2 separate regions of the Rattus norvegicus genome follow, and region 1 is linked to region 2. The links are chromatin contacts, called in public Hi-C maps. All regions are on one chromosome and are shown on one strand. Each heading gives the region's core, a stretch centred on a gene start, on an enhancer-like site or on the middle of the called end of the contact. The rest is flanking DNA. Distances are from core to core; before and after follow the strand shown.

The links. A called contact is a pair of places that touch in the nucleus more often than the background predicts.
Region 1: a contact with region 2 is called in a Hi-C map of mammary epithelial cells, with 3 times the contacts expected there. The contact joins the promoter of Fto here to the promoter of Irx5 in region 2. A contact is called at or near these places in 2 of 12 Hi-C or Micro-C datasets (the Rat2 cell line and mammary epithelial cells).

Annotation. Positions count from the first base shown.
Region 1 is chr19:31,859,961-31,866,430 of GRCr8, forward strand. Fto (FTO, alpha-ketoglutarate dependent dioxygenase) reads right to left here and starts at 4,957. Exons shown (of 9, transcript NM_001039713.1): 1 at 4,913-4,957. The coding sequence starts at 4,957. Rpgrip1l (Rpgrip1-like) reads left to right here and starts at 5,271. Exons shown (of 26, transcript NM_001107414.1): 1 at 5,271-5,329.
Region 2 is chr19:30,812,410-30,819,570 of GRCr8, forward strand. Irx5 (iroquois homeobox 5) reads right to left here and starts at 2,421. Exons shown (of 3, transcript NM_001030044.1): 1 at 2,176-2,421; 2 at 681-1,086; 3 at 1-529. The coding sequence starts at 2,421. Crnde (colorectal neoplasia differentially expressed) reads left to right here and starts at 4,451. Exons shown (of 3, transcript NR_132649.1): 1 at 4,451-4,882.

The DNA of each region.
Region 1 (6,470 bases), core at 3,707-6,206, 1.1 Mb after region 2:
TAGGTATTGCATAGACATTAACGTCTCTGAAGTTGCCAACTGTTTGAGACTCCCCTGTTCTTTAGAGAATACATGCTGAATCGTTTAGGGGTAAGGAGGGCTGGAGCCTCCTTTTTACCGTTCCACTTTGTTGAAAAGACAATGTTGCCAGGTTCAGCTCAGTGCTAGAGGCTTCCTTGAATGTATAAAGCCCTGTGTTCAAGCCCTAGTACACAGAAAACTATATACTGAGTTACAGTAATAGCTCAGGTTGTATACATGGGGCAGAGGGAATGCAAAAACGTTGACACAGCAAAATGGCAACCTGGACATTGAGACAGCAGGCGTAGAAGAGTTGTGCTAAGCTCTAGTCTCCCAGTTCTTCTGTGAGTTTCCTATTATCCGAAAACAGTTAGGTCAATCATCTCAGAAAAGAGACGATCGAACTCAGTGAGGACCACAACTACTTTGCCCCTGGGGCACACACATGCACATTCACATGGATGCATGCATACAGGTGCCATACATGCTCCCCCACACATGCAAACACACAATGAACGGGGCCTCGCAGTTGCCCAGAGTCATCCAATCTTGGTACTACTGCTTGGTTGGGGAAACACAAGCCCAAAGTATGAATCCTCATTCTAATGGCAAGGAAATAGGAGACTCAATGGTCTAACTTTGGTCAAACATATCTAGCAAATACTACTGACCCGGGCCGCTGTAAGAAAAGCTCCCGTCAAAATGCATGGCACATGTATGTACGCTCTGATAATCAGCACAGAGAGAACAAATGTTTTGCTGGAAAGCCAGATATTTAATCCAATCTTCTCTCCCTTCAGATTTAGAAAGTACATAAAGTCTAGGATACAAGAAACTGCAAGTGAAAAAATTATAACCTAAGTTACCACAAAGAGAAAAGGAGAATCGAAGGCAATGACTAGAGAAATGACAGCGTTCAATTTAAAAAGCAAATGAAACTTCTGTGACTTCAGGACAAATATTTCAAGAGCTTAACACTCTGGTTCAGGACTGTAATCCCAACTCATTAGGAAGCCAAGGCAATAAATATAGCCAGGAAATACAAAGAACTTGTAAAACTTAATAAGCTAACAATAACAACCATAAAACTGGGTAAAGAAGAAAAATGGGACACACACTTCCCATTGGGAGATGGCCGGGTGCTGAAGAAAGGACTTCATATTCTCAGAGGCCAGGTAAGTGACAGGTAGGAGGAGTAGGGTTCACCTCTAGTCTCAGGACTAATAAAGCATGGGCAGTAGATCCCCAGACTAGCTGTGTCTGCAAGTTCAGGCTTTAACTGAGAGACCTAGCCTGGATAAAAAGGTGGAGATTGACAGAGACTCCCCACATCTACCTCACAAGCATGCATCGCTACCGTATACGCCCATACATGCATGCAAACACATCCATACACTCTCACCCCACACACACACACACACATACACACACACACATGCACACTCACCTACGCACATGTTCATTAAGTATATAACATATAATATTATTGGTCATCAGGGAAATACAAATCAAGACCACAATGAACTACTTAACTATGTCCTGGTCGCCATGAAGGCTACAATGAAATGACAAACGGTAGCAGGCTATGACAAGGACTTGAAGAAATTCTAGCCCTCAACGTCTCTATGAGCAACGTGGGGTAGTGCAGCCCGTATGGCAAACAGTGTGGTGGTTTCTCAAAATATTAAGTGTAGTCTTAGAATGTGACTCGCAGCTCTGCTCGCAGACCTCTGCCCTGTCCATACAGAAACCAGGCTGCAACTGGGCAGGGTTTTCATGAGAACAAAAAAAAAAAAAAATGAATCAATTATTCACCAAGCATTCCATGTCCTGGACACAACTACAGTTACCTGGGACGAGGGAATCTAAATTAAGGAACTGTCTCCATCAGACTGGCCAGTGGACATGTTTGTGAGACACTGTTTTGGATAACTGATTCACGATTGATATGGGAGGGCCCCGCCCACTGTAGGTGTTGCCATCCTGGGCACATGGTCCTGGACACTATCAGAAAGGTGGCTGCAGGGGTTGGGGATTTAGCTCAGTGGTAGAGCGCTTGCCTAGGAAGCGCAAGGCCCTGGGTTTGGTCCCCAGCTCCGAAAAAAAAGAACAAAAAAAAAAAAAAAAAGAAAGAAAAGAAAAGAAAAAAGTGGCTGCACAAGCCACGAGGGGCAAGCCAGTAAGCGGTGCTCTTCCATGGCCTCTGCTTCAGTTCCTCCGCCAGTTCTTCCTCAATGATGAAGTATTACAAGACAATGAAGATGAACACTTTCCTCCCCTGGTTGCCTTTGGTTGTGATGTTCTATCACAGCAACAGAAAGAATAGTTAGTAAGTAAATAAGAAATAAAACAAATACATCATGCTGTGCGTCCAGATATAAGAATACCATCTACCGGATAATGAGACGAATGGATAGGTATTACAAGATCTATGAACCTCAGCATGGATGAACATGCATGGTGGGTGAAAGCAGACAAACAGAAAGGTCACATGTCTTATGATTCTATTTATATGGTAATGTCCTGGGGCTAGAGATGGCTCAGTTAATAACATGCTTGCCACAAGCAAAGGGGCCTGAGTTTGGATCTCCAGGCCCATGTGAAAAGCAAGGTCCAGTGCATGCCTGTAATCTCAGCTCAGGAAAGGTGAAGACAGGAAGATCCCCAGGGCTTGCTGACAAGCAAGTCTAGCCCAGTTAGTGAGCTCCATCTTCTGTGAGAGACCCTGTCTCAAAATAAGGTGGAAAGCAATTGAAGAAAAAACTCAATGTGGAGCTTTGCTCTTTGCATACACACATACCTGCATACCTATGTACAGACACACACACACACACACACACACACACAGAGACACACACACACACACACAAATAACCATAAAAGGGAGCCCTAACAAACAAAAACATTAGTGTTGCACAGACACAGAGGTGAAACACTTGAGGAAATTGCACATGGATGATTTGGCCAGTATAAACCAAAATAGATACATGACTGTTCACGGCTTCTATTCTTAATCGTCTCAAGCCCATGTAACAATCCAAATGGCGGGCAACAGGTGAGTGAACAAACAAAACATGGACTCACACAAAATGTACTATTACTCAGCAGTAGAAATGGACCAACTTGATACTATGTGCATTAACCTGTACAGATCTGAAAAATTACTGTGACCAGTAAAAAAATGACATCAGGGTACGTACTGTATGCTTCCAGAAAGCATAGCTTCAACAATCATGACTGATCACATGACTGCCTGGGGGTAAAATAAAGAAACCGGCTGTAAAGAAATGACTTTTTAAAGGAGATAATGATGTTCTCTATGCAACTGAAACATATATGCAAACTGCCAAAACTTATCAAAGTGCTCACAACAAATGAGTCTCTATAAAAATTATACCTTGATTTCGCTGAACAGAAAGACAAACCATCATTCATGGTTACTGGGACACTGTCTAAAATTTAAAACAGCTACCCGAGCCTTGTTTTCAGTGACTGTCACAGAAAGAGCTAGGAGATTAGTCATAGGGGCTGACTCTGATCTCTAATCCCACCTAGAAAAGAAATAGCCCAAGCAAAGGATAGCTTCTGCCAGACTCTGTTTCCATGTCTGCAAAATACATAACTCAGGCCTTCACACAGAAGATTCCGAACGGTCCATCCTTAGGTCTACTGACTTAATCTTAACGAGACAAAATTCTATGACCGCCTGTTTTATTTCCCACGGAGCCTCACTGCCAAATATTTACCTACCAGAGAATAAACACCAAACTGCATACCCAACCTACCCAGAGGCCTTTGACCAAATGAACTACAGACGAGAGAGACTTCTAAGATGGGCAGAATCTGTTGTGTCCACTGAGGCTGTGAGGAAGCACAGTAGACCCAAACCATGCAGGATCTTTCAGGTTGTGTTTTGTAGTTATCCTAAGCAGCACAGGTCCTTGATGGAGTTTTGAATGGGTGGCTGCCAGTGGGTCATAACTATATTTAAATTCTGAAGAGAAAAAAATCACTCTCTAAAGAGGGTGGGGAAGGATATGATTGCGGGAGGAGACAGGTACAGAAGATCTAAGATGAGAATGAATAGAGCCCAAGCAGGAGGCTGTAGTGACAATCCACTGAGTGACCACGGTAATTTCACCCGAGGTAATAGAAATGAAAAAGTGGACTGATCAATAGGTCCCAACTTTGGGAATGGGGGAAAGGAAAACATTGAGCTTCCACTGTTCATCTTCAAAACAGACAGTTTATACTACCTATGTAATATCTGTTTTGCTATCTGCTGCAATGATATGAAATAATTATACATTTAATGCAGGTATTCGATATAAAAGTTGCTGGAAATGTTGCTGTTCTTACTATTATCCCACGGAATGTCCACTGTCAGAAAGCTGAACAACAACGACAGAGTCCAGGAATGTACTAGCCACAGAAGCTATGGAAAACGTATTTGATGTGACCACGCAGAAGAGTCATCTGGCTATTAAGGCAATGATCCAAATAAAAACAGTTCACCATACAGATTCTGTGGCTCAGTTCCTCTAGAGCTGAAAAGACACAGGCGGTAAACTGGTAAACTGAAGCACGAGAGTGGCTACAAATATAACCAAGGAATAGCTACAAGAAGCAGGACACGGACTTAGACGTCTATCTTTTCATTTCTGACCAAGTCTAACTGTATCCAGATCTGCATCCAGAGCAATACGAATTTACAGCACAGACGTGCGCGCGCACACTCACACACACCACGTCTGCAGTCTCCTGCAAACAAGGCCCTGACATCCCTTGGCTTAACGCCGAGCATCCACTCAGCCATCCCAGCGGGTCTGCGGGTTCCCTGCCTCTAGCCCCGGACTAACGCAGAATCCCAGATGCCCGGAGCCCCACAAACCTTAGCTTCCCGCTCCCGTTCCTCCGCGGTCTGGACGCGCTTCATGCTGCTTCTAAAGCCGCCTTCGCCACCGTGGGCCGTGTCCGCCCTCGCCCTGGACCCCGCCTCCTGTGTGTAGTTCTTTCAACGACTGTCTCCCGCCTGGCGCCATTGTCTCTGATACCTAGAAGAACTACCCCTCCCAGAATGCTCCGCGAGAATCCCGAGAACTCCTTGGGCTTCGGAGCCGAATTTCTCCAGTCAGCCAGCAAGGCTAGCGTAGTCCGCTACGCGACCCGCCGACGACCGGGAACCTACAGAGAACTACATTTCCCAGTGAGTAACGGGACCCGCTGTTTTCCCGTGCTCCTCTGGGCCTGCAGAGGCTCGCGCCCTGGGCGCTATAGCAACGGTAGGTAGCTGAGGGGGAACGCGGAGGTGAGTACCCTGTGAGGTGGGGGCTGATGCAGGTTGGCCGACCCTTCCACTGCCTCACAGATGAGGGCCTGGAGTCTGTTCCGAGGCCCGGGCTATGTAGACCTGGGATTCTTGCGTAAAAAGCAGTCTATCCCGACACACCTCCATATACTCAGGCCTGCATCACAGTCTGCCCTGTCCAGCCAGAAACCTCGCCAATTCTTATCATATTGGCTACAACTCAAAGTCACAGTAATAGTTCGCTCTATTTCCCAGGATTTGAGATTGGATGGTAGAGCCTAAGCCTCCCAAGGGGGTTGTTACTGTTGTTGCTGATTGTCGATTTTTTATTTATTTATTTATTTTTTTTTTAAAGAAGGGGTCTCCCTATGTATTCCAGCCTGGCCTTAAACTAGCTATTTAGCCCAGGCTGGTCTCAAATTCAGTAATAGGTCTTGCCTCAAGTTCCCACCACCACAGTCAGTTATAGCCATTACAGGGCAGAGATTTTGTTTAAATTCAGTGCCTGGCATTCATTTATTCATTCAATAATAATAAATTCATGGCGATGATGCCCACTATGTGACATCAGATAGCAGAAGGGGGACTATTTTGGGGGAGGAAGGAGACCAGTGAGAGGAAGCTAGAGAGATGGAGGTGACAGGGTAGGGGGACGTATATAAGCAAGAAAATATGATATAAGTGTGAAAATATCCTATGCTAGGTTAAAAAATGAATTCCAAGACAATGAATTACTGAACAACTCTGGGATGGTGACAAAGGCTGTAAGAAACCACAGTAGGGTGTGGTGCCACTCGGGGCAGATCGAGTCTGCATGCACAGGGCAGGGTGGCACTCGCCATTAACCATAGACATAGAAGCAAGTAGATCTCTGAATTCCAGCAAGGTTTACATAGTGAGGCCTAAAAAAAAGAAAGAGAGAAAGAAAGAAAGAAAGAAAGAAAGAAAGAAAGAAAGAAAGAAAGAAAGAAAGAAGGAAGGAAAGCAAAAATAGAGAATTTGAGGCCAGTGTGTTTAGGGTTCTTGGTGAATTTCATGTTAGCCTAGCTTGCATAGGCTTCCCTTAAAAAAAGAAGTTAGAAACCGGGAAGAAAATTAACACAGAACTGTAAAGGAAACTCTGTCTAAGGAAGGGCAAGTT
Region 2 (7,161 bases), core at 1,171-3,670:
GGAAAGGGACACTGCGCCGAGGGTGAGCGTGCGGGCGCCGGAGCAGGAGAAGCGCGGCTGCCTCCAAGGGTTTGCCCGCCTATGGGCCCGGGGCACGGTGGGCACGGAGAGCCCTCGCTCCCTCCGCCCCCGTCCTTGACCTTGTCCGAGGATGTGGCTATCTCTGCCAGAGACCACAGTTTGGGCTTGGCTAGCACGGCCGGAGGCGGTGGCGGAGGTGGCGGTGGTGAGTGGATGACCGAGGATCCGCCCGAGCCGGGGGGCAACTCTCCGGCTGATGGGTGCGGGCCGGGCGCCGGCGCACCCGCAGGGTAGTGAGGACCCGCATCCTCCGCCAGACGCGCAGTTGCGGGCCCAGCCGGGGAGGGCTCGCCTGCACGCGGGGGCCTGGGCAGGTCATCGTGGCGGCCTTCGGAGGGCGACTCTTTAAAATCCGAGTCGCTGAGGCTGCCTTCAGTTTCCTTGCCGGCGGGGCTGAGCGGCCCCTGCAGCCGTTCGCAGCCCGCAGCCGCCTTCTGCTCTGTTCCTCCTGTGGGCAAAACCCAGGCTGTCAGAGGAGTGGAGGCCACGCGGCCCGGCCCGGGTTCCTGCCAGCAGAGGCAGGGACCCGTGCGCGCCCCCTCCAGGCCCCCTTTGCCTTTCGAGTCCCTCTCAACACACCCTTTCCCGCATCCACCAACCTGCTTCGGGGCCCTCGAGGTCGCCCTTGTCCTCGGGCTTCTGTGGCTCGTCCTCGTCGTTCTTTTCCAGATCAATGTTCTCCTCCTCCTCCTCGTCCTCGCTGCGGTTCCGTGGCGTCCACGTCATCTTGTTCTCTTTCTTGAGGCGCCGGCGCGCGTTGGCGAACCAGGTGGACACCTGGGTGAGGGTCATTTTGGTGATGATGGCCAGCATGATCTTCTCGCCCTTAGTGGGATACGGGTTCTTTCGGTGCTCATTGAGCCAGGCCTTGAGAGTGGCAGTGGCGTCCCGAGTGGCGTTCTTCCGGTACGCGGGATCCCCATAAGGATAGGAGCCCAGAGGTGCGGCGTAAGGGTGATATCCCAAGGAACCCGCCATACCGGGAGTGTGGTCATAGGGAGAGCCCTGTGGGGGACAGGCAGAGATTAGGTGAGTGAGGGTATGGGCTACATGGCCACCTAAAAGGCTGAAACCCACTTGCCCTCTGTCCCTGGTTCTGCGTGCCAGCGCGGCCCGCACTCCAGCTTCCCCTGAGGCAGACAGAGCTAGCTAGTTAAAACACAAGACCACCTTCCCCCTCCTCCGAAGGCAGCAAGACCCCCAATTTCTAAATCTGGCCCTTGGGGACCCCAGAGGCTGTTCAGAACTTAACACACCACCTTGGAGGCCACTGTCTGCTGGGGAACCTCGGTGCCCAGGTCTCAGATCTGGCCTCTACGGAAGGGCCCACGGTTCTCTTAGAGGCCTGAGCAGCCTCAGCAGCGACTCAGAGCTCTGCTCCAGAGTGGCCGCATGTTGGGCTCAAGGGGTACAGCAAGGGAAGTAAAGGCTCTTTCTTTAATCTTCAAAGAAACCCTACAGACAAGCTGAGCCTCAGTAGCCTGCACACCGACGGTTCAAAAATGCTATCCCTAACCGAAGCCGTTGCGCTTTTCCAGAAAGCACACCCTGCCGTAAAAACCCGGATACACCGCACCTCGCTGGACGTTTCAGAAATTTAATACTTTCAAATCGGATTGCGAAGATAGGATTACGGATTTGCAACATTTTGGGGGATTAATTAAAGGCGGGGCCAAACACATTTACATAGATTTAGCATGCTGCTACTGTTCAGAATTCGGGTCTGCTTCTTTTGAACTACTTTTCCAACATGGCAAAACCAAAAGAAAGAAAGAGGAAGAAGAAGAAATTTGCGGTCTGTCCCAGAGCTCTGGGGCAAATGTTGTTCTTCATAGCAAAGACCAATCCCCCCTCCCCCGCGCCCCAAACCTTTCCCTTCAGCTCGGCGATCCCAGCAAGACGCGGCTTTCGCTAGAGTGATTCCGGAGCCCGCGGCTCGAGTAAAGCCGAACAAGACAATCGCTCAAGTTTGCAAGGGCCGCAAAGCTTGGCGGGTGAGGTGGCGCCTAGGCCCGTGTCCACCGCAGCCGGGCTCTGCAGGCCTGGCCCCGACTGCCCGCTTGCCAGCCCGCCTCGGACCCAGCTCACACTCACCACGTACGAGAAGGCGGCGGCGGCCGCAGCCGCGGGATCGGCACCGTACTGGAGGTGCGAGTTGTAGCCCGGCGAGGGAGCCGTGAAGGCAGTGGAGCCAGCGTAGGGCGAGAATGCGGAGCCCGAAGAAGAGCGGCCGAGCTCATCCGTGCGGGGCCCCGAAATGACGCTGGTGCTGTATGCGGGGCACGAGTAGAGCGCCAGCGAGGCGGACGGCTGGTACAAGTAGCCCTGCGGGTAGGACATGGCCACACACGGGCATGGGGCGCGCCGCGCCGCGGCGGCCAACGAGCCGGGCGGCGCCCTGAGAGGGCGAGCGAGTGGGCACCTGGCCTCTGGCTGCCCCGGGCCGCAGCTCTTCGAGTCTCGGCTCCCGGGCTCCGGCCCGCGGCGCCTCCTGGTTGGCTTCCCGCGCGCCTCCGGCTGCGACCGCCGCGCCCGCTCCTCTGCGCGCCCCGCTTGCCCGGGCTAGGCTTTCTCTCCCCCCACCCCCCCTCCCTCGCTCTTTGCACCGGGGGGCTCTGCTTTTGGCTTTGCAAAGGTCCTGCCAAGATGCTAAGTTGGAAATTGAGGATTCTGACGCCTTGTGCGCGCGCGAAGCTCCTCCTTCCCGGGGTGTAGTCGGTGGGGGGACTGGCAGGAGCCTCTGGCCGGCGGCAGCCAACCCGGCCGCCAGGCGCGTCTCGCCCTCTCCCTGTTCCTCCCCGGCTCCTCTCCCGCTCACTGGCGCTCCCCTCGCCCCTCCCTAGCGCCCGCCTCTCCACCGCCACCCCCCTCTCCTCCTCTGCCCGGCCTCCCCCTCCTCCCTCCCCGACTCTTCCTCTCCTTCTCTCTCAGACTCTCGAGCGCCGGCCCCAGGATGACAATCACAGCCCAAGCACGCCGATCGCTTCCAACTTTCTTCTCCTCTTTCTAACTCTGGGCGGAGCGGCAATCTCGACGCACCACTGGCCCTGGTCGTGGCTTGGGCCGCTCGGCAACACAAAGGGAAAGATGCGGAGGGCTGCGCTCGGGAGAACGCTCTGTGCCCTCCTCGCCAGTGAGAATAGCGAAGTTGGTGGACGTCTTGTTCTCCAGAAAACTGGGCTGGGAGGTGGTTCTTCTCCCTCCTGCCGGAGGTCTCTAGGTTGAGCTGGAGACCTGGAATTCAGGTCCCAGGGAGAGTCGATGGATGCCGCCTCCCGGGGCACAGCGAAGCCGGGGTGACCGCCTTTCTGCGCCAGCCGCTGCAGCAGGTGGGCAAGAGCCAGGCCTAAGCTGAAGGACCCAAGCCGGGCCTTCCATCCACCAGCCTAGAGGAGGCGAGAGAGGAGACTCTGGGGTCTCTGGCGGGGGTTGTGGCTTTTCTCTGGAGAGAGGAAAGCAGTGGGCAAGAATGCCCGACGGAGACGCTGTTCTACTCGAATAGGTCCCCCAGAAGCCCCCGGCCCCATTGCCATCCCACGTAGCGTTGCCTGCTTCTCATGGCTGGCCACGGGCACCTCGCCCTGTCAGATCTTTGGGGCCGGAGGGTGTGGGATCTCGTCCCTTTTGTTCCACTAAATCGCCTTCCCCCTCTCTCGCCTTCGCCCCAGTTCCACTGCAAACACTGGGCAGAACAGTGTCCAACCCAACCGCTGTTTGTTTAGCGAGGCGCTGGCCAGGCGAATACACATCACAGAGTCACAGGCAGAGTTCTCGGAACGCGCCCCCCCCCCCCGCGCGCAACCTCCCACGGCCACACAGTGAGAAGGCAAAACAGACCCTCGCCCCTGGTCTCCACCTCCCGCCGCCGCAAATTACAGACGCACTGAAGCTATGGGACAGACAGGGGCGCTGGTGAACCAGGACGGACGGCCGCAGAGTGCACACACCAAACATTTTGTGGCCTTTCACAACCTCGCCACGCTCAGGCCGGAGCGTAACTATATACAAATTTTCCTGCAATGATTCTCTCTGGCCCGCAAACAGTTTGATTAGCTAGGGCCGTGCCCCTCCCCCCCCCGCCCCCCCACTGACTGCACAGGGACCCTCACCGCGGCGCGCTTTTACGCACGCGCGCAGGCTGCCCCCTTACTTAGCACTCAGGCTACAGGTTCCGCCCCCAAGAGGTTGGACCCCCGCGGACTACATTCTCCAAGAACCTCTAGGCCCATCCCGCCCTCCCCGGACACAGCTTCACCTCTGATTGGGCGTCGGTATCCATTAGCCCCACCTCTGGATGACGTAGTCCGCTTCCCTCAGAGTGCTAGCGTCGAGGGGGCGTGGCTGGGAGGGTCTTCGTCTGCGTATTGTCATGGAGACCAGAAGCGGTCCGCCGCTGAGGCGGCGGGCTGTGAGCTAGGCTGACAGGGTTGCGGAGCCGGAGCCCCGGGGAGCGTGAAGCAGCCTGAGGCTGCCTCTCCGGCTAACCATTCGGGGTTCGGGGCAGGCCGGAGTTCTACAGGGAGCGTCCCCGCCCCGACGCGCGGGTCCCCGCCTCCCGCGGCCGTACCGCCCCCCGGCTCCGCCCGCTCAGCCGGACTAACGGTCGGCGCGGCCTGCCACGAGGGAGCGTCCGCGGCCCGCGCAGAGCCGCGCACCAAGCGGATGGCGTGGACGCAGCCGGGTCGGGCGGTCTGCGTGCGAGCAGGCGCGCGTGGGCGTGTCTCCCTGGCCCACGCGTGTCCCGGACATCAGTGTCTCGGCTCTGGTCCAGGACGAAGACTTCTGAAAGCGAGCCAAGGAGGTTTGTGCCACCGAGAGCCCAAGTCTGTCACGCGGACATCCTCATTACATAATCCTGCCACTTGGGCGGCTTGGTTGTTTCTGTCTCCCCCTCCCCATCTTACTCCCCACTCTATATTTTTCTACTCTCTTCTTTTTGGTGTGAAGGACAAGAAAGAACCCCGCAAGACATGGAAACATTTAGAATTTATGTTTTTGTTTCGGTGGTTGTCACCTCCGCTTTACATCAAATTTAAGGCTCATTTCTTAAGGATGTCTCTATTTTCTGCTTTATTTGCACACTGATGGCTCTGCCGCTCTGCTGGCCTTGGCCGCCTATGTCTGATACAGAATCGTTTTTAATAAGTTAGGAAAGGCTAAAGCTGATCATTAGCAGGCAGACAGAATTCAGATAGCATCTGGCGTCCTCTCTCCCTGTTTAGAAGAAAGCTTGTATATTCTCTCTTGGTAAACACATTCTTGTTGGTAAACACAAGGTTTTAACTTTTTATCTTGATACTAGGGGAGGATCCACAGTCCACTCCCCGCCCCCACCCTCACACACTCATTTCTCCTTTCTGTTCAATGAACTTTTCCATTTGGGAAGTTGCTCACTTTGTTAGCTGTAGTTGGGGGGTCTCTTGTCGCTGAGGATCTTTATACACCAGCAGAGGTAGGACCTATATTCCCTCAAGCAAAGTCGCTAAGACGTTATTTCCCTTACTGCTGCATTCGTATATTTCTAAACGTTGTACTACGGATAGGTTACTCTGGTTGTTTTTAATGTAGGCTTGTTAAGCTTCACTTAAAAACTTGCCAAGGGTTTATTGGTTTGTCATGTCTGCAAGGATCCAGTTATGCCTAGCTCTTAAAACATAGAGCTTTAAAATAAGACCCACGATTGTGCTGCCAAGATCTGGCATGGAGCTGGCTCTTCAAGTTCTGGACAAGTCGGGCTGTCATTGTTTCTATCAAGTGCAAAGGAGGTGACGCCTGTTTATTTAGTGTAATGGCTGTTTACAGTTAAAACTTTAAAGACTTACAAACGTAGATCTGCTGGGTTTTAAAGATCTCATCGTTCTTGTGGCAGAGACACAACACCGGCATCAGGAAAGGCAACAGATTGCTTCTGTCCTGTCGCTTTGCCGTTTTCAAGTGTACTTAAAGGATTATGATTGATAAGGCTGGCTTGCTGGAGAATGTTGACACAGGTGTGCATCGTTATCTTAATTAAGATCCAGAGAAAATGTTGTCTATGAGCGGAGACTCGAGAAGAGGGCATGATTTTGTACAGTTTTTCTTTTGGAGACTTTAATTGCTCTTGAAACCTGTCTTTGAGCATCCAGATTTTGCGAGCAGTTTGGCAGCCGAAGTTTTAGAGAGGAATGATAGTCTAATGCTAAGTGTTCTGGCATGTTCTGATACTACTTGTGGCTTTTTGGCAATACTTTGTGTCGGCTTTCTTTGTGCTCTGTCTTTGTGGAGTAAGGGCTCCCAATTTCTAAAGCAAAGCATAAAATAGAGGGCTGTATTGTTAGGCAGACCATCATTAGTGGTCAGAACCAATCTGTTGAGGAAGACATGTTTAGTATACAAGAAACAGGGAAATACTGAAAAGGTGGTAGAGGAGAAATGTACCCCTTTTAAGGTCTGAGGAAGGAAACAGTCCTCCCAAGAGCACTGGTGATGTAAAATAATTCTCTTTTCGTTTTTTCAAGTGCATAGCTGCAGTGTTTATGGAATGCCTCCTTTTCGTTTGTAGAAACGAGGGAAACTTTCACTCCTTCCAGATTACTGTATTACATATTTTAACTGGTGAGCAAGTGATGATACAGTATTAGTTTAGTACACAGATGAGTACCTGGGTACTCATTAAAATAATATCATCATCCTCCACTAGCAATCAGTGTGAAAACGACGACAAAGAGGGGGATGCTGGTGGCCACTTACCCTCTGCTTACCTTGCACCTCAGACCCTTTAACATAAGTGCTACATTAAAATTTTCCCTCCTCTTTGTAGCCCGACATTTCCTGGAAGCTGGCTGTCAATCAGCATTTGTGCAAGATGTGTGCACGCTTTCCTTTAATATTAAACCTCGGGGTAGAAGGGGGAATGAAAGTGGAGGGACCCTGAGCTTCTGATGGGAAAGGCCAGGTGGAGAGCACGGCTGATTCTTGACTTCAAGGATAATTAGCCGGTTAGAATTACACGGGGAGCTAAAATCAAAGGAAGACTTACTCAGGCTTGCTTGCTGAAACTGAAACAAGAACGTTCATTTTGAGATAATTGCTTTATTTACC